Regions from separate parts of the Mustela erminea genome. Here region 2 is linked to region 1. A link is a contact called in public Hi-C data. All regions are on one chromosome and are shown on one strand. The core of a region is the stretch at or near the end of the contact, and the rest is flanking DNA. Distances in the headings are between cores, read along the strand shown. Region 1 holds the start of KCNC1 (potassium voltage-gated channel subfamily C member 1). Region 2 overlaps SERGEF (secretion-regulating guanine nucleotide exchange factor).

Region 1 (2,771 bases), core at 132-2,631:
GAGCCGCGTGCCGGGCAGCGTGCGCAGCGTCGAGCGGTACGTCTGGTGGCGCGTGCCGCCCACGTTGATCACGATGCGCTCGCTTTCGTCCCCTTGGCCCATCGCGGCGCCCCCTTAGGCATGGCGCGGCCCAGCGACACCCATGGGAGCGGCCGCCAGGGGGAGTTGGCGCCGGGGAGGGGGGCGCGGGGCCTCCTCCCCCCTCCCCCCAGCCGTCGGGGGGTACAGAGGATGGTGGCTCTGGCCACCCCAAGAGCGACCCAAGCCCCTCGGGGCGCTTTCTGTCGGGTGCTGGTCCGAGGGAGTGTGCGCGGGATCCCAGGGGTCTCTAGGCGCCAGATGTGGGGAGGGAGCTGGTCCGGCTGCGGAGGAGGCAGAGGAGGAAAGAAGGGAGGAAGAAAGGGAGGGAGGAAGGGAGGAAGAGGGACGGCGCTCAGCGGCGAGCCCCGGGAGGAGGGAAAAGAGGGTTCGGGGGCCGGGCTCCGGTCCCCATCTCAGCGGGAAAATGAAGAAATTGACACAAAGCTTTTTTGGGGGAAGGTCAGCTGCTCCAAAGGCCGGACAGATAGATCAGCCCCCGGAAGGGGGAGGGGAGGAGAGGGGGCCGGGAAATTCGCGCTCGGCTGTGCGGTGGTCGCCGCAGCGCGCTCTCGGCGCTGGGGAGATGGATGACCGCTGCCTTCTTCCCTGCGTGGCCGGGCTGCAGCTCGGGGCGCAGGGCAGGTTCCGGCCCCCTCCCTCTCTCCTTGCCTGGCTGCCTGCTCCCCCCGGCGGCGGGCGCGCCTGCCTGCCCGCCCGCCCTCCTCGCTCCTTCTCCCCGCCTCTTGGAGGAGATGGCGGGCCCCCTGGGCAGGGGCACCTGGGGCGCTGCTCGGTGCGGCGACCGCGGAGCGCTGTGCCCGGTGCGCGCTCCGCCTCGAGCTGGGCTTCCGCGGGGCTAAGCTCTGGCTCCGGCGGCGGTGCTGAAGGGACAGCTCCCGGGCTGTAGCGGAGCTGCGCGCGGCCGGGCACGGGTTCTCCGGGCTGGGCTCTGTCTGCGAGGCCGGTGGGCACTGGCTCCGGTGCCTCTGCGCCCGGCGCTTCGCGCCCGGCTTCGGGAAGGCGGCTGAAGGTGCCGGTCAAGGCGAGGGGGCTGCGGCGGTCGCGACCGGGAGGCGGGGGTGGCGGGTCCAGGCGCGGCGAGGCGAGGCCGGCTAAGCCGGCGAGGCCGGGGAGGCGAGGCGCGGAGCGGCCGCCGCCGCCGCGACGCTGCTGCCGCCCGGGCTGCTGCTAGGCTCGCTTGCTCGCTTGCTCGCTTGCTCGCTCGCGCGGTCCGCGTCCAGCCCGCCGCTCTCCGGACACAAGCACACGGCGCGCGCAGCCGCACTCGCCCCCGGAGGGAGGCGCCGCGCTGGGTCCTAAAAAGCCCCGATTCCGCGCCCCCCTCCCAGCCCGGCGCGGAGCCGGCCTCCCTCAACCCCGGCGCTGGGGGCGCCAGCCCCGCGTGGATCCTGCTCTCCCGGGGGACCCGCCGACGCTCCGCCCTGGGGAAACGCCACTCGATGGGCGGGGGCTTCGGGAGACGTCTAAGGCCTGCGTCCCCCGGGTCAGACTGAGGTTACAAGGGCGTCGGTTACAAACCCGTCCCTGTCCTTCCAAACAAGGGACTTTCCGATCTCCTAGTGAAATGTGACGACCCCGACCGCTATCAGAGACGCCTTGACCTGAACCAGTATGGGCGGCTCCAAGCAACCTTTACTACCGACCTTTTCTGCAGAACCTGGTGCCCCCGTGATCCTGTCAGAGGTTCCTCTTGAATGGACTCCAAAATAACATCCTTCAAACACACAACACACAACGAACGCTATCCTCTAAGCCCTCGTAACAACCCAATAAGCCTGAAACCTTGTGATTGCCTCTCCACCCCTTACTCACCTTGGGCCCTTCACAACTCCAGGCTGACCCTAGTCTCCCATTGAGGGCCACAGGCTCTGCCATACTGATTCCAGCTCACAGATCCTCCTACATTAGCTCTGGATCCCTAGGTGGGGATCGCCTATGAAAGGGGTATTCAGCCTTTAGAGGTCAAAAGGAGCAACTGCTCCTAGTGGTCCTGAACACTGACATCCCTCTCTCCCAACTGGGCTTCAGCCTCCCTGGGCTGTAAGCTGTTGTTGGGGCGGGGAGCTGGATGGGAGCAGCTCCTGCTATGATTCCCACAGCTTCACAGTTGATCTTGGGGATGGGGATTACAGTGTAGGCCTCCAAGCCTTTCTGGCCCATGTTTGCTGCCAGTGCCTCAGTTTACTCAATCACTTTTACTCCTTTCTTGTTCCATACTCTGTCCCAGGCACACGAGTACAAGACACCTTGCCCTCCCAGGGCTCTCAGGCTTTTGGGGGAAGAAGGCAGGAGGGCCTGAGCAGGGCTGGGGAGGTCAGGCCCAGCTCCAGGGTTGGCCGCACCAGGAAAGAAGCTTATTGATCCCAGCCCAGCCCAATCGAACACAGGGCTGCCTGGGCAAAGGGCGATTTAATTAAGAAGACAGGAGGCTCTTATTTACCTGTAGGCACTTGCTAACTGTGCAGACAGCTGTCCCTCTACACTGACCTACAGACACAGCTATGAGCCTGAGGACAAAGCTGTGCCTTAGACATCTCTCTCCTCACTTGGCCAGGGAAATCCCAGCCCAGGGAAATCTGTGTGTGGTAGGGAAAGGTTTGGAGGAGTGGAGAAGTTTGGAAAGGGTGAGGGGCAGAGCATGACATGAGCGATGGGAGAAGGACAAGGTC
Region 2 (2,771 bases), core at 133-2,632, 230 kb before region 1:
TTTGTCGCCTTTATGCAAGAAGAATCCAGCTTAATCAATTTCATTACACCAGCCCTTTATGTAACAGGGCTGTTTCCGGGTCCTGGCAGATGGTCCATAGTAACAGTGCTCTGCTGATTTGGTTGGAACTGATCCTATGAAATGAAAAATCCCGTGTAGCAGATGCCTTTCGCAGTCCCTGGCCATGGAAAAGTCAGCCTCTCCAGGGAAGGCACTGTAGCTTTGGCTCCTGCTCGTGTCTGGCGTGGCTAGAGGTGAATCACTGGAGGGAGACTTAAACGGTGTCCGCTTTTCCCAGGAGGCCGCACTGGTGACTTAAGAGTTTCTTGGCAGGTGGGGTGCTGGTAAAGGGTGTTTCTTCTGGTGCCTGAGGGACAGATGGGAACAGGGAGCAGAGTGGGAGGGAGATGAGCAGATGTGGAAGGGAAGGAAGGACAGACTGTCCCACCATGGATCTGGCCTGGCGGACCTTCACACTTAGGAGGCCATGCACTTCCAGATGAGCAACTTGAATGTAACTGCAGTGTTTGGCACACATATCAGCCTTGACCGTGGACTTGGACTTCAAGCCTCCCCCAACCCCTTTCACTGAAATTGCTGGCCCCCGAGTCTCCTGATATCTTTCCTTTCCTGGTGGGTGCTTGATCATACTGAGTTCTCCTCAGTGGCCTCCTGTGGTGATGCACATTTCTGACACTGCTTGATGCAGGTGGCAAGTCTCCAAGCCATTGTGAAGTGGGCTTCACCTCCAAGGCCTCTCCTGACCTTGTCCTGCTGCTCAGTTCTTGCCCTTGATGGGTCCTCGCATGTGGGGGGTGGGAGAGTGCTTCCCTATTTGCGAATGCAGCCCTGTTAGGACACCTGTCACAAAGAACCTGGGAGAGATTCCCAGGGGTGGGGTTGGAGGAAATTTGAGAGGCACCAGTCTAAGTTGTGTCCTAAGACATTCTCACTGGTCGGGCATGCACTGGCATCCTAGGATAGGCTCCCTCCCCTCCTTGCTCCTGAGCCTGGTGAATTATGTGCCCCCTGAAAGAGTGGCAGCAATCTTCGTCTCCCCTGTTTGAAGATGTGAATCTGGGCCTCATGAACTGAAAGCCAGTTTCTCTGTGAAGTACGAGTAGTGTTTCTGGGGGGTCAGTCATAGGATCTCTTGCGGCTTCGGAGCTGGAGCCCTCGCTTCTTCATAACAGCTCTAGCACCTCCGTGAGCTTTGCGGGCCTTACGTCCCAGTTTGTGGTTTGGCTGTGGTCCTGCTCCTGCAGGGCCTCGGGGTTGTCTGCAGGGGGAGCTGTGTTCCTGCGGCCATGGGCTGGGACATCACTGGCCTGGAGCGTTCCTCTCTGCAGGCTGGCGTGCTTGGGAACTGCGGCTTTCCTCGGCAAACCAGCCTCTCAGGTCTCATTCCCAGCTCCAGCCTCCAGCTTGGGCATTGTGAGTCATCAGCAGCAGCAGAAAACGAGGCCTCGCCAACAGCTGGGTGCACTGCCTGGCCATTTTTTCCAATTCTTTTTTAGTAACTTCACTGAGATGGGAGCTGCTGCTGACCTTTTGTAATGGACAGTGACTGGAGGTGGAGTCCAGGGTGAGGGCGGCAGCTCTAGGTAGGGAGGAAAGGAACCCCGGGGAGATGGGGTAGGGATGTGTATCTTTCTGTCCCCCAGCCCCTGGGCCTCCCGAAAAGCCATCCCTGTGAGAAAGGCAGGGCCTCACCCATGTCTCTTCTTCTCTGCCAAGGAGCCTAGAAAGCTTTAGCTGATGCAGCTAGGAGTGGGACCTGTGAGAGGCTGACAGGTACTTTTCTCAGAAGCTGTAGACAGGATGGAGTAGAAGTCAGGGTGACCTGGCTTAGAACCATAACCCTAACCCTAGTCTTGCTTTGCTTCTAGCTCACTATTTACCCTGGGTGAGTAAGTCAATTTCCTTACTGGGCCTCACTTTTCCCAGCCAGAAGCGGGTGGATGATTGGATTAGAGTGTTCTGAGGTCCCTTCCTGCTGTGAGTGAGTCTGTCACGAATGTAAAGAATTTGAACTTTGTTCCCATGACCATCTTGAACATCTGAAACCTGTAGCTTCTTCTCCAGATGAACAGTGCTCATGGCGTGAGGACATAGGTATTATTCCTACCCTCTAAGAACTTATAGGCTGTCTTCTTCTTTCCTTGCTCTAGGAGACAGTACAGAGTCTGCTGGGAAGCAGGAAAGTGGGATTCTGATTCTGGCTCTGCTAGAACATTTTGTGTGTCCTTGGGCAGATCACTCCTCTCCTTCAGCCTCCTTTTCATTTTCTGTAAAGTCAAGGGATTAGACTCGCTTCTTGGCTTCACCTCCACCCCCCCTTCCCCTGCCCCCATCTCTACTTGAGCCTCCTACCAGCTCTTCTGCAGGGCGTGATTTCTTAGCTGCAGAAGCCCTGGGGTATAGTTTCCTTTCTCGCTGGGAGGGAGAGAAGCAAGATTATTTTTTTAATTACGCAGCTAAGATTAGGCAGCAATCTGCATTTTAAAATGTTATTAATAAGAGTCTAAAAGTGTGCGAAAAAACTCTGGAGTTTGAATGTGGTGTGAGCTGGGAAACATCTGCACGACCCCCAGCCTCCCCCAGAGAGTTTTCTCCAGACACCAAGCAAGTCCTGGGGATGACCATCAGCCTGGTTTGTGCCCAGATCCTTGGAGGAACAGGGAACCCAAGCATCCCACTAGAGCAGCCCCCTGAGAGCCAGGGCTCAACCAGGCATCCCACCAGAGCAGCCCCCTGAAAGCCAGGGCTCA

Evidence for each region. A called contact is a pair of places that touch in the nucleus more often than the background predicts.
Region 2: a contact with region 1 is called in a Hi-C map of fibroblasts, with 6 times the contacts expected there. The contact joins the enhancer-like site here to the promoter of KCNC1 in region 1. A contact is called at or near these places in 3 of 3 Hi-C or Micro-C datasets (fibroblasts, skeletal muscle and spleen).

The regions. Positions count from the first base shown.
Region 1 is chr9:71,796,975-71,799,745 of mMusErm1.Pri, reverse strand. KCNC1 (potassium voltage-gated channel subfamily C member 1) reads right to left here and starts at 1,381. Exons shown (of 4, transcript XM_032356890.1): 1 at 1-1,381. The coding sequence starts at 102.
Region 2 is chr9:72,027,637-72,030,407 of mMusErm1.Pri, reverse strand. The region is part of intron 7 of SERGEF (secretion-regulating guanine nucleotide exchange factor); the gene reads left to right. Among named protein-coding and RNA genes, the nearest start is that of SERGEF, 39 kb to the left of the region's middle. Within about 2 kb of position 1,382, the one cell type or tissue checked has open chromatin away from gene starts, as enhancers often do. A contact at or near this core is called in fibroblasts, where this site is marked.